2 separate regions of the Zea mays genome follow, and region 2 is linked to region 1. A link is a contact called in public Hi-C data. All regions are on one chromosome and are shown on one strand. The core of a region is the stretch at or near the end of the contact, and the rest is flanking DNA. Distances in the headings are between cores, read along the strand shown.

Region 1 (6,471 bases), core at 3,077-5,576:
GTGTGACAAACAACATGAAATGTCAATGCACATGATGTTATGCTCAAATTTTAGTGCCAGTAACACTAGGGGTGTTACACCAGCCTTCCAGGGAAAATGGCCAGGTTATTGGATGAAATAGTGGTTTGATGAAAAAACGATTTCGAGAAGAGAGAATATATTAAGGGAATTATTTAGAGGCCCATTATGTCTTGCTTTGATGTAAAGAGACCAGCAGTTGTATAGATGGAAGAAGCTCAAGCCTGCCTGGTGGCTTTTAATGTTGTTTGCAGTTACATTTGCACTAGAGATTTGGTTCATGAGCACATAGCCTTTAAGGTATGTCCCCTTGTGAATTAATGGGAAATGTTGAAGGCTAAGGAGGGCAGCACATCTGAACAAGGGGTAGGAAAAGGTGGTTTGGTGAACCTAAAGTATACATATTGGTACCAGAGTTAGTTTGGTGAGTCAGATCATGAAAGATTAGAGGCCATCGAATCAATGTGTAATGAGATACTTGTCGGGTATCATAATTAGGGGTACATAGATTATGCCCCTAAAATGCGCTTAACCCCAAGACCACCGTCAGACACATTCCCCGATGTCAAGATAGTGTAAACCACGACTTGCCCGAGACTCCTCTCGGCGGTCACTCATAACTCTACCTCGCCCAAGCCTGCCCTCGGACCAGGTAGGTACTCGAGGAAATCCTCATCCCGCCCGAGGTCTCCTCTCCACCGAACTACCGTTTCCGCCTCGCCTAAGCCCGTCTCGAGCAAGGAAGACAACCTCGAGCCAAGCCTCAGCCAAAGGCCACAGGGGACATGAGCATTCAATGCACATACCTACCCAGGCAACATCACAGGCGAACAGGAGCGACATGACAACAATCATGTTCGCTTTCACCAACTACGATGGTGTGTGCCCGGGAATAACGACTATTGTTCCCCCACGCCGTTTACCAACTCCAGATGGGACGCGCGTACTGTAGAGCCCAAAATTGGTACAAAAAATAATAATAAAATAATAAAACAAAGAAATAAGAATATATATGATAGAGATTTTAGAATTTTTGAAGCCTTTGGAATTTAGTAGGCAATTCATGTTCATAATCAATTAAAATATTAAAATAATCATATGAAAGAGTGGGCATCCCATACTTATGAATTTGTGGTAATACATTTTATTACCATAAGGAATCATAATTTAAATTTGACCTCAAATTATAAATGAAAATAAAATAGAAAATAGCAAAGGGAAAAATACTACACCAAAATAAAGAGAATAAAATATTTAATTAAATAAAAGCCTCTTATACTGGAGTACTCAATGGGTATGTTTAAAATGGTATAAATTTATAGTTAAATTCGAATTCAAATTTGGATTTAAAAAATGAATAAAAGAGAAACCAGAAATAGAAAAGAAAAAGAAGAAAATAGCAAATGTGGCGTTGGGCTAATTCTTTCCCGCTCGGCCCATATTGACTTTTCGTGCACAGCCGATCGGCCCGCGCGTTCACGCGCTGTGTGTCGCTGCCCTGCGGGTCCCAGTTGTCAACCAAAGCCACGCGTGCCACGCCACTGCCCTATGGGGCCACACAGTCAGCCGCTTTCCGCCCTATATCTCTGCTGCGTGGGTCCCTGGGTCAAACACGTGCCTCTCACTCCCGTGCGGGCCCGTTCTGTCGGGGTGCTTTCTTCTCCGCGGATCTCGCCAACGGTGGCACGTCCGCACAGCCAGGATCACCGCAAAGACCGGGCAGGCCGTTCCCACCGAACCGGAGTATAAGAACCGAAGCACCATGGCTTTTCTCGCATCCCATCCAAGCGCCGCCACCATAGATCACCAGGCTATTTCGTCGCGCATGCCAGAATCGCGGGGGGAAAAGGAAGCCAAACCTCGCCGTCGTGTGCTCATTCCGCGCCTAGTGTCGCTCGTTGGCCGAGGAGTTGACTATGGGGATCTCCGTTCTGTGTGGATCGCGAGCGGGTGGGCAATCGGGCTCGTGAGCCATCGTCGCGCGGCGAATTGCTCGCCAGAACCGGTGGATCGCCGCCATCTGCCATCGCTCGTGGTCAGCTTTCCCCACCGTGCTAAACTCGGTATGAGCTTCCCCCTGCTATTTCCTTTTGGCCCATCGACGTGTAGCACCTTTCAGATTTGGGAGATGTGCTTTGGGGCGCGGGTGGGCATTGCTCCGGTGAGCTCTCCGCCACGAGTACCTGCTGTGCCGCTGTGGTCAGGATCGGGTGAGAAAGAGAAGCGCGCTGACTGTAGATCGGTGAATAAACGGTCGTGATCAGATGCGTTTGATACCGATTCGGTCGTGGTGGTTGGACTGTCCGATCTAGATCGGAGGTGTGTGGATAGGTTGGCCTTTATTAGTTTTGGACCCTTAGATCTTGATCTGATGGACATGCTTGCGTACCAGTTCAGGCGCGACTAATTAGATCTGTGCGGTCATGATCGGACGGCTCAGCCCGTCCGATACCCCTTCGCCGATTGATTTTGTAAAAGAGCCCTTGTAGAATCCAGTAATTAACCCGCGGTCCACTACGTGGGTAAACTGAGTCTTGGGAAGAGTTACACCGAGCCCCCTGCACTCTCTGGTTTTTATGCGCCCGGTCCAGGAATTAGAAAAAACCAGAAAAAGTAAATAGAAAATGATTTTTAATGTGAAAATAATTGTTAGAATTTGTTTAATTCATATAAAATTTATATGAGGTCCAAATTAATCCATTCCAATTTGTATAATTTTATAATATTATTGTTTATCAATTAGTGCCACTATTTTTACATGAAATTCACATTAAAATTTATATCCTATTTGATCTTGTACAAAACACATAAAATCTTTAGAAATTCATAACTTAAAATCTATAACTCCGAATCGACCCGTTCCAGTTGTGTTAGCATCGTATAAATATTTACCACGCAGTAGCAACACTTGTTATATGATATCCCCTACTTTTATAAATATGTAACTAATAGGATTAACTGCCTTAATATTAATCTCATCTTATGGATATGATCAGATGATATTTAATCAAATAATGATTTAGATTAAGGTGGAGATAATTATTTATAGAATAACCTCTCATATAATTTACACTAACCAATTCATAATATAGATTGATATTTTAATCACATAGATCTTCTATAAAATCATAACTCCTTAATCGTAACTCCGATTTTAGTGGTTCTCAAACCTGCGATCTCGTAGCTTCGCGTAGATCATTATTATTCAGTTTGTACTTATATTTGGTGTGATGTTAATTTTATATATACCGTGTTTATTTGTATTGTTGCGACTAGCAGTGAGGTTTCGAGGATCTGAAGAATCATCCTGGTACCTGGAATCTCAAGTGCGAGGCAAGTTGTGCCCTTGATCACTTCCTTTTTACCCAGTCATGTTCTTATTAATTATAATGATCTGCATAGGTTAATTTTGATGGGACCCAATAGGTCACCCTAGTGTGTTTATCATTTTTCCCTTGTTTACCCCTGAATCATTTGGGTAGTTATGCTATTGCTTTACATGGTTTTGGGTTAATATTTCATTACATCCATGTTCCAATTATTCTGTTATGTTATTTATGTTCATGATAAGACCATTATGTTAATGGGAACATGGAGAACCACCAGGGAAAACGTGCCACCACAAGGGAGGAATGGGACCACTTGGCTAACTAATTAGGAAAGCTAGTGGAAGACTACCTTACTCGAAAGGGGCAAGGGCATTAGGGGAGTTGCATGCAAGGAGGTTCTCGGGTTGATTTTGCTGCGATGGCGGTCAGACGAGGGATTCTTGCAAGTGCTCTCCCTATAAACTGTAGCGGGTTTTTGGAAGCTAGTGGAACTTTGTAAAGGCCTCGTAGTGGATCCCTAGCCATTCACCTCGGTAGTGTCTAAGGGCCTTGCAAACCCTGACGACATGGGATACATGACTTGTGGGTACAGGGTACAACCTATGCAGAGTGTAAAACTGATGTCTGGACCCGTTACAAGTCGGTTCTCGAGTTAATCCCACAGGTTTTGCTAACAAATCCCACAAGAAATCTAGAAGCCTAACTGATTCTACACAGTTTGCCCCACTACGACGTACAGTATGGACCGTCCGCTCAGTCACATTTGGTTCTCAACAAAAAGCCACGAGCTACTGCCATGGGCCGTCGGTGCACCACCGCCACGACCACGATCATCCTAGCGACGACGACCACCACCGCTGGAGTTGGCAGCTAGACGAGGAGCACCAAAGGACGATGGGTTCGCACTCAGATGAGAGGGCACACCCCCAGAGGCAGCAGGAGAGGCCCGTTGGGCCTGCCCCCACATTTGCCACTGTAGAGGGTTGTCACGGCGTCAGCGATGGTAACAACCGCAGATGTGAGTTCCTCAAGCAAGAGATTGAGCCCATGCAGGAGGTTGATAACGAGCGTCTCATCCATGACTAGAGAGCCAAGGTCGTGGAGGGTCTTCGCCCTGGTATTCATCTGTCAGTAGTACTCAGTGACGGTGAGATCCCCCTAGACAAGCTAGCGAAAGGTGGTGTCCATGGAGGATCCGGACCTAAGGTTGCCGAGGAACTGCGCCTCTAAAGCAACACAGGCCTAGCGAGCGGTTCCAACCCCCTCCCCCGCACCCGGACGATGTCCTGCATCTCGACTGTGAGGGGGTCGAGGATCCAGGAGAGGACCACGTTGTCCATCCGACATCAGACCTGCGTCGGCACAGCTGCATCGACGAGGATGTGGTCGTCGAAGACGTAGCCGTGGAGAGTCACAGGGCTTGGTCGCGCTAGCGAGTGCTGAGCCGATTCTGGGTCGAGGATGATGGAGACAAGTGCTCGTATGCTGGGGAATCTTGCCGCCTGTGCATGAAGGCTGACGATAACCGGCATGTCAAGGGTGAGAAAAACAGCCTCGTCGTCGATGTCGTGCACGGAGTGGGAGTCAGTGCCCGGGACGCTCTCAAGCGAGTGGATGGGCACGACGAGCTAACACTCGAGGGTGTCAACAGACACATGCTCCTGCTCTTAGGCACGGGCAGTCGCCTGCGCAAGCTGGCAAGCGGCCGCAAGGGCAGCGATGGGGGCACGACGCTGAGAGGTGGTGATCGTCGACTGGTGACTGTACACCGGTGACAAGAGCGTGCCAACCCCCCCGCCCCTCGCGAGAGGAGAAGATCCATCAACTAAGGCGGTGACCACTCCCATACCCATGTGGGGAAAGTGTGGGGCCAGAAAGCTCGGCATGATAGGCAGCAGCATCGAGCAGAGGCACATGTGTCACGGGCGCGACCTCCCGTAGTGCGGCCATGTAGAGGGCGGCGAGGGAGGCGGGTGCTGTCGAGGCACCAATGCCGGTGGGGGTGATGTCGCCGGACCCGACAACGACAATGGTAAGTGGCGACGGGTCCACGACAGATGTGACCGACAACAGCGGCGCAGAGACGCCTAGTGGCAGCTACAGAGCAGAGAACCTGGGCGATGGTGCATTCATGATGGAGACGTAGTCGGCGATGGCCGCCCAAGACGAGGTTGCCATGGGAGAGAGGAGGGAGGGGTGTGTTGTTGCCAAGGACACGACGGTGTGGAGGCACGACAACTCGGCGGCTCCTAGACATGGTGGAGGAAGGGCGCAGACGGAGGAGCAGACATGGCTCGAGGTCGAGCGTGGACAGGGGAACAGAGTTGCGGCTCGACCCGCGACGGCGCTAGACGCGTTAGAGGTCGACACAGGCAATTAGGCGAGGGAGCGAACTTTGCGCGTCGGGGGCGTGGACAGCAGATGACACCGACCATGGAGCCTAGCACGTCGAGGGCGTGACCTGCGGACGCCGACGAGTTACTATAGCCGATGGCTACAGTTGGGGCTCGGGTGGGGAAGAAGGTTAAACATAGTTGTAGATACCATATTAGACTGAAAAGCCTAACCCTAAGTATGTAGTTCCTTTGTTATTAATTCAAAATATTGTCATTTATACACATTCTCAGATGTAAGAAATCAGTATATATATATCAAAATGAACAAATTTGTATAAGGAGTGATCTCTTGGTAAGATAATTATTTATTTTTATCATTAACTATATATAAAAACATTGTCACGTGCAAATTTAACGAGTCTCGCAGGGAATGATGATGGAAAATGCTTCCCCATCTCCATCCCTATTTACCTATCAGGGACGATTTTTTCCCATTTACATTTCCGTATGGAAAGAAAGTTCTCCATCCTCTAATAGATTAATTTCCCACGAAGAATCGAGGATTGGGTCCCATTGCCACCCATAACCCTAACTAGGGTTGGTGACATATTTATAATAGAATTGTTAGACCTAAGCCCATTACACAAAGAGGCCACTACAATACAACCACAGTAACTCTAACAAGAGAGATCACTATAACAAGAGAGATCACTAGATTTGTTACTCCAATTGACCAAACAGTGGTCTAGTAACACCACACATTGTCACCCATATATGAACAAAAGCCA
Region 2 (7,330 bases), core at 1,067-3,566, 610 kb before region 1:
TTCATTGACGGCTGTGTTAAGAAAACCAGCAGTGAAAATGTGTTTCTACTCACGATTCTTTAATCGGGCCAACCAGTTTATTACCGCTCGCGCGCGATAATTGATACAGGCTCTAAAAAGTGGAACCCACCGTAAACTAGTGAATATAGCCCACCATATTGAACCGACAAATTGCAACATTTAGGACTAGTTTGGTAACCTTATTTTTGCAAAAGGATTTTCATTTTCCCAAGTAAAATTAGTTCATTTTCCCTTAGGAAAATAGGAATCCCTTGGAAAAAAATGAAATTTCCAAACTAGTACTTAGAAAATTCCTAGCTCACCTAGAAATTCAGTTTTTGTTGCGAACCAAAATGTGCATAACAAAGAGAAACTATGATCTAAAAAATGCAGTACAAAATATCTTTGAACTCACCGGTTAATATGTTTTGAAAAATTCGTATACTTTTTACCAGTTTGTACTCACCCAAGATATACGTAGGTCACATCACTACTGAATCAATCTTTCCAATGAGTGCTACACGGAGAAATGGATACGCATAAATTCCAAGACTAATTCGGTGCTGTCCGCGCTGGATACCTATTGGAACAAACACCCTTTTGTGGCAGGACCTCCACTGTGATATGTTTATTTTTCAGCAAAGCCTATTGCTAGTGCTTTACGAACTAATCCGTATAATTTATACTCGACATCACGTCACTCTGCACTGAATCGATTCAGATTAGAACACAACAGTCCTTGTGGGCTTGACACCCAAAATGCATGTGGTCCATTTTGTAGCTGTAAGTCGTCTTGTGTAACCTGCCGATAACAAAACAAACCCTAGAATCTCTCTTCACTAATGGGATTAGATCCAGATGTCGTTGGTGAATGTCGTCGATTCTGCGCACACGCGGACCGTTCCACTACCAAAAGCGGACCGTCCGGCTTCCGCACTGAGAAGATCCCGCTCCTGCCTCATGTCGTGGATCGTCCGACTCTAGACCACGGACCGTCTGTGTTGTCGCAGAGAACACTGCCATCCATATACCTTACAGTGATTGGCGTCCAGATTGACACCAACAGAGTGCTTGTGGGCTTGACACCCAAAATGCATGTGGTCCATTTATATTATTGAGAGCTCAGGATGAACCAGCGTTCTCGTCGCAGTTCTATCCTCAACATCATCTCTCTTTTCAGTATGGGAGGGGATTCATTTGTATTTTGCAAGACTACGCAAGAGAAGTCTTTGTTGGTCCAGTCCAGTGGGCAGCAGAGAGTTACAGGCAGGCAGATCCAGGTGCTTTGATGGGTGGGGCCCCCCTGGATGCACTAATGGCAGACCCGATCGGCCCACTCCAGATCTTGTCTGAAGATTATTCGTGCAATCATCTTTCGTCTGACTGTACTTGTTTTTACTGGCCACTTGCGCCGGGTGAGCACAGACGTCAAGGCACTTCTCACGTGGCTTGGCTACTTTGGTGACGTCAGTTGCGACAGCGGATTGTCGTGGATGTGGATGCAGTCCTGGTCCATGCTCTGCAGCAACACACATCCTGTCCGATTTTTAAGACGGGGAAGTTTGGGCAGACCGACACAAGGCATTATTCACAGCTAGTACTAGATCAACTTTGAAGTTTCTCTTCATTAGTTAGTTAGTTAGTTAGTAGAAGAATCAATCCTTGCAAATAATAGAAACATAAAGGTGTTAGCTGCGACGATGTGTCAAAGATAAGACATGCCATAATCTGCTAAGAGACTAGAAGTTTGATTTGAGTGTTAGGGAATAATCCAAATATGGATCAAACAATATAACGAGCCATGTCTCTTCCAATGTGACTTACAAGATATAGATATGGGATCGACAGAATATGCATGTATCTTCCGAAATTAACTCTATCTCTCGACAACACCATTTGCAAACACATGTGATGGAACGATGAATATGCATGTCAATCAAAACGCTAGATTTTTTTTTTCCAACTCATGTCTAGCTCTGGTGTCACTTGTTAGCAAATAAAGTAAATATACAAGGAGAGTTGAAAATACATTAAATCATCTCTCTTTCCATGTGACTTATAAAATATCTCGCTGCAATACGGAAACAAATCAACTAATTATCACAACAGAATTCAGGTCATATTCAATATGGAAGGAGGAAACGCATGCAAGCAAGATATGAAGATAGGAGGGCAGAACAGGTAGGAATTCGGTTGTTCAATACATTGTTCTCTTTCATCACAAGTCGTACTTCCTGGGATCACTCTCTACAAGCCCACTGATGCCTGGAACTCTTGGGCCAAGTGCTGTTACCCGATGGGCTTCAGTGTCCAGCCCATTTACTTCTGGTGTTCCGTCTACAGAGGTCTGGCCCAGGACAACGGTCTCTCCCCCTTTATATCCATCCTGCTTGCCCTGAAGCACCAGGGTGCCTTGGGAAAGCAGCATGGCAACGCCTCCAAATCCTCCCATGTCGCCTAGGAACGCGGCAGACGCCCCGACCACTTTATCAAACCCTGCAAGGAGACACTGTTGCCTCATGCAAATACACGATGCTGCAATTCCTGTTCTGGAATTAATTTCGTGGCCATCCAATGATGTAGGGCAATTCGGCAACAGTTCTGAGACACGGGAATGAATAGCTTGCTGCTGGGAGACATGGAAAACCGGATGGACCTGAGAGTGTTTGGGCAGTTCGAGCTTGTATTGTAAGTGACCGGTCCAATGCGAGACTGAATTTGAAACGACTCAAACAACTTCAAAGCAAGTTTTTCATTGACTCAAAGAGCTCGCAAGAGATGCTGCTGAATCAAGTTCTGCATCACCGGCCTGTGCTTCTCCTCAAGCAGTCCGCGAGTGCCAGCCTGCCAGCGAAGGACAAGCAGCATACGAACGGGCACCAAAAAGAGCCTCAAACGGGAAACGATTTGGGAGCTGAATGCCAACTAGATTACTAGAATTGCACCAGAATTCCGCCAACTACAGCCAATGGTACCATTTCTACGGAGCAGCTTTCCCCCTAACAAAAGTTTAGTCCATGTCACCGTGGATATTACAATGATAGTTACGAGTATTATACATAGTTTAATGACAAAACTAATCATACATATGAAGATTTAACGGCGAGATGAATTTATTAACCCTAATTAATTTATGGTTACCAAATATTTACGGTAAGTAACATCACATGGGTGATTCATGGATTAATTAGGATTAATAGGTTTGTCTTGTCACTTAGCCCTTATCTATGTAATTAATTTTGTAACTAGGTTATATTTAATACTTATAACTAACATCTAAACATTAGATATGACGGGACTAAGGGTGTGTTTGGTTGTAGAGTTAACTAGAATGGAACGACTTCATTCTAGCTTTTGAGAATATAGCAATTCTATTCTGCGTTTGGCAAGTAGAACAGAGCCGCTTCATTTTTTGTTTAGTTGAATAGTAGAATAGAGCGCAGATACTCCGTTCTTTGTTTGATTAGGGAGTCATATGAGTGTAGAGAGGAGGAGAGAGATGAGCGCAGATACTATTTATGGTAAATTTTCATATTAAGACTCCAGGAGCCACCTCGCTTATCTTTTGTTGGAAACTAAGCATCTAGAAAATAGGAATAGAACCACTCCATTCTCATCTACTCAACCAAACACACCTTTTAGTTACGTGGATCCAAACTCCACCTAACCCGCTCTATTTTTGTGTCGGCCTATGGATTGTGCATCAGTCCGCGGAAGGTAATACGATCTCATCTTTAGAGTGGCACCAGCTAGCTTGAACAATTCCTGGCATAATTTGGTGAGAAATATCTTGTCACAGTCCGAGACAATGGAGTCAGGAAGCCCATAAAGTCTGTAAACTTGTTGCATGAACGATTGTGCCACTCCAAAAGCAACGAATAGATGCTTAGACTGTCTCCAATAGATCGTACAAATGGTCGTGCAAAACACTGTTTTGCACTGTAGACTTCACAGTTTATATAGTGAAGTTTAAAATAGAAGATAGGATAAGAGATAGGATGGATAACCTGCTGGCGACCACGTTAAGTGACAGGAATTAAGTAAAATTAGAGAATCTATCCACAACCATCAGAACATGATTGTACGCTCGGACATTTGTAGAGCTTCCACAAAATCGATGGAGATGGACTGCTGAGCGAAGGAAGTGCCAGTGGTGGTAACAAACTCAGGTATTTGGCACAATTAGCTTTGGGATTGGTAGCAGGGGGGACAACTGGCCACGAAGATGTGCTACTTGAGGTTCGACCATGAAAAGAGACGATGCATCGGGCATTGCTCAACTTGTCCACCAATTGATATAAACGTGCATGAGAGTAGTGAGACAATGCAATGGCAACAATATAAACGCCCGCGTACTAGGTACTATAGTACTGCAGGACGGTGCATATATATGATTAATATAATATAATAGGTTGGTATTTACTCCGTTCAAAAATATAGGTCATTATGCTTTTTATACTACTTTCAGAAGTTTTTATAGAGGATCTAGAAAGTATATTAATAATTACAATATCAAATTTATGCAATATCAACAAATATATTCTATAGTGGATTTAGTGAAAATAATTTGTACTGTGGATACGTTCTTCTTTATAAAACGTTGAAACGTTTTATGTCCGACCCCTGGCCCTGGCTATAGCTACTCACTTTGTCGTCTCGTGTTACACTTACACGCAAAAATATATGCCACCGTCCGGTGTGCATGCGTCCATCAATTATTATCAATGCATTCTCAGCCCCATGCATCATATATATTTCACGAGTTCAGCCCAGTCGTCCCCTTCAGTGCGCATGCATGCCATTAGCTAGTTGGCCCATCTCGATAGCGTTGCAACCTTGGCCCTCAAGAAGATGCCATTAGCTAGTTGGCTCTCTATTGTTTTCATGGATTTCATTCGGTCTCCGATACAAGGCTAGCTCCAGCAAGAAACTCTAAAAGGTTATGTACTCTAAAATATAGAGGATCAAATGGTCCTCTACGCTATCCAGCAATGTCCTCTAAACGGTCCTCTAAATTTAGAGGACGCTGCTGAATTCTGTATATATATAGTTTCTCTAAACGATCATCTATCCATTTGAATACTTTAAATAACCGGTTTAGTAAAACTAAAATATGTACAATACATTTGAGAGTATGACAAATACGTATGTACAAAAAATAAAAATAAAAAATGTCTCTAATATAGATATTTGAGCATAGAGGACGTGATTTAGAGGACGTTGTTGGAGAGAAAGGAGATATAGAGGATATAATCTTTTAGAGAAGACTCTAAATGACGGATATAGAGGATGTATATAGAGGACGTTGCTGGAGACAGCCTAACATTATCTACCTACATGTGTATATATCAGCTTCACCAAGCCCATTTGTCCAGTCTAACACCCCACAAACGAACTACCCAACCCGCCAAACTATTTCAGATCCGCAATCCACTACCAGTTCTTGTACTCACTCATACGCCACAACATCTTTATTTAAATAATTTGTGCTCTTTCAGTCATTCATTAATCAATTTTAGTAATTATTAGCAAGCACAATAAATTGTTAGTGCAAAAAAACGAAACATTTAATAATTTATCACTTCAGCGGCTCAGTAAGTACTCACATTATGCTCTTTCAGTCATTCATAGTCATTCATCATTCAATTTCAAAAATTATTAGTAACGAAACATTCGGTAATTTATCACTTAAGTAGTGAAGAACATTTGGTAATTATTGATGAAACGTTCAGTAATTACACCCATGACCTCCACTAAATCCACCAAACAAATTACACCCATACTTAACACATCATCAAAACTGATAACCCTCTCCCCATTACTCACTTAAATTCTGGGACAAATCTTAATAGAATTAATATAGTATCCATACCAACAAGGTGCATCTTCTTTTTCGGAAGCCTATCTCGAAAGAACCGCTAAGTTAAGCATGCTTGTCTTGGAGCAAAATTTGGGATGGATGACCGAACGGGAAGTTTTCTCAGGTGCGCATGAGTGAGGACAAAGTGTGCACAAAATATTCGTGTTGGTATGTGGGGACAATATATGATCCTAACGAGCTGTCAGGAGTAAGTACCGCCGGTCCAGGATTGGATGGGATGTTACAAGTGGTATCAGAGCTGACCCTCGCAGTTTTACGGGCGTGTGTGGATTAGGTGTTCGGGTATATGACACATGGGGCCCTGAGTGGTCACATGGCATGGCATATGATGACACTAGACACACAGACGCGGCCAAGAGGGAAGGTTCCTGTATTGGGGTTGACCGACGAGGACGTCAGTCTTCTAAGGGTGTGAATTGTGAAATCCTGGCCCCTGGGATAGTGATATCTTGGCCTAAGGATTAATAGAATTAATAGAGTATCCATACCAACAAGGTGCATCTTTTTTGGAAGCCTATCTCGAAAGAACCTCCAAGTTAAGCGTGCTTGGCTTGAAGCAATTTGGGATGGGTGACCGATCGAGAAGTTTTCTCGGGTGCACATGAATGAGGAAAAAGTGTGCATAAAAGACTCGTGTTGGTATGTGGGGGACAATATATGATTCTAGCGAGCTGCCACGAGTAAGTACCATCCGTCCGGGATTGGACGAGGTGTTACACATTGAACTAACACTCCTCATATGAGCATGAGCACAGGTGTTTAGGAAGCAAATTGAGGAAAATAAGAAATCACTTTTGGGTTTTAAAATGAGAATATTGCAGACCTCTATGGATCAAAGTGAAAAGGTATGTTTCTAGTACTTAGTCAATTGTTTTAGGTGCTAATCATGTTTGTCTAAGTGATAGGGATCATCTCATGTCAAGCCAAAAGAAAACAAAGAAATTTGGCATCACAAGAGCATACTACAACTTTGAGACTCCACGACCACACTTTTGATTTGTTAGAGAGAGATTTGAGCGCGTTTTTTAGTTGTGACTCTGTCGTTTTGATTCATGCACTCTCTTGTTTGCTTGTGTGCGTGGTGTTGCTGCAATTGTGCTCTTGTGTGTGTTTCTACTCCCCTTCTTACTCTGATTTGATTTTGATCAATTGTGTAAGGCGTGAGAGATTACAATTTGTGGAGATTCCTCACAACTAGGATATTGATATAAGGAAGACAACCGTAGTACTCAAGTTTGATCTTTGGATCACTTGAGATGGGATTAGTGCAACCCTCATCCATTGGGATGCCACAACGTGGAGTAGGAAAACATATTACGCTTGACCGAACCAAGGGTAAAAGTTACTGTGTCTCTTGTGCTATTTACATTATTGCAATTTTTATCTTTTCTTCATTCCAATTCTTCACTTGCAATATTGCTCTAGGTCTAAATTAAATCTTGATAGAAC

The links. Hi-C and Micro-C count contacts between places; a contact is called where the count stands out from the background.
Region 2: a Hi-C map of ear shows a contact between it and region 1, with 3 times the contacts expected there. The contact joins two enhancer-like sites. A contact is called at or near these places in 4 of 25 Hi-C or Micro-C datasets (bundle sheath, ear, leaf and 1 more).

The regions. Positions count from the first base shown.
Region 1 is chr6:24,993,041-24,999,511 of Zm-B73-REFERENCE-NAM-5.0, reverse strand. LOC100193670 reads right to left here. Exons shown (of 8, transcript NM_001138763.1): 8 at 6,249-6,471. Among protein-coding and RNA genes, the nearest start is that of LOC100193670, 10 kb to the right of the region's middle. Within about 2 kb of position 4,326, at least 6 of the 20 cell types and tissues checked have an H3K27ac peak or open chromatin away from gene starts, as enhancers often do. A contact at or near this core is called in ear and tassel, where this site is marked.
Region 2 is chr6:25,604,602-25,611,931 of Zm-B73-REFERENCE-NAM-5.0, reverse strand. No RefSeq gene overlaps it. Among protein-coding and RNA genes, the nearest start is that of LOC100277767, 110 kb to the right of the region's middle. Within about 2 kb of position 2,316, at least 16 of the 20 cell types and tissues checked have an H3K27ac peak or open chromatin away from gene starts, as enhancers often do. A contact at or near this core is called in ear and tassel, where this site is marked.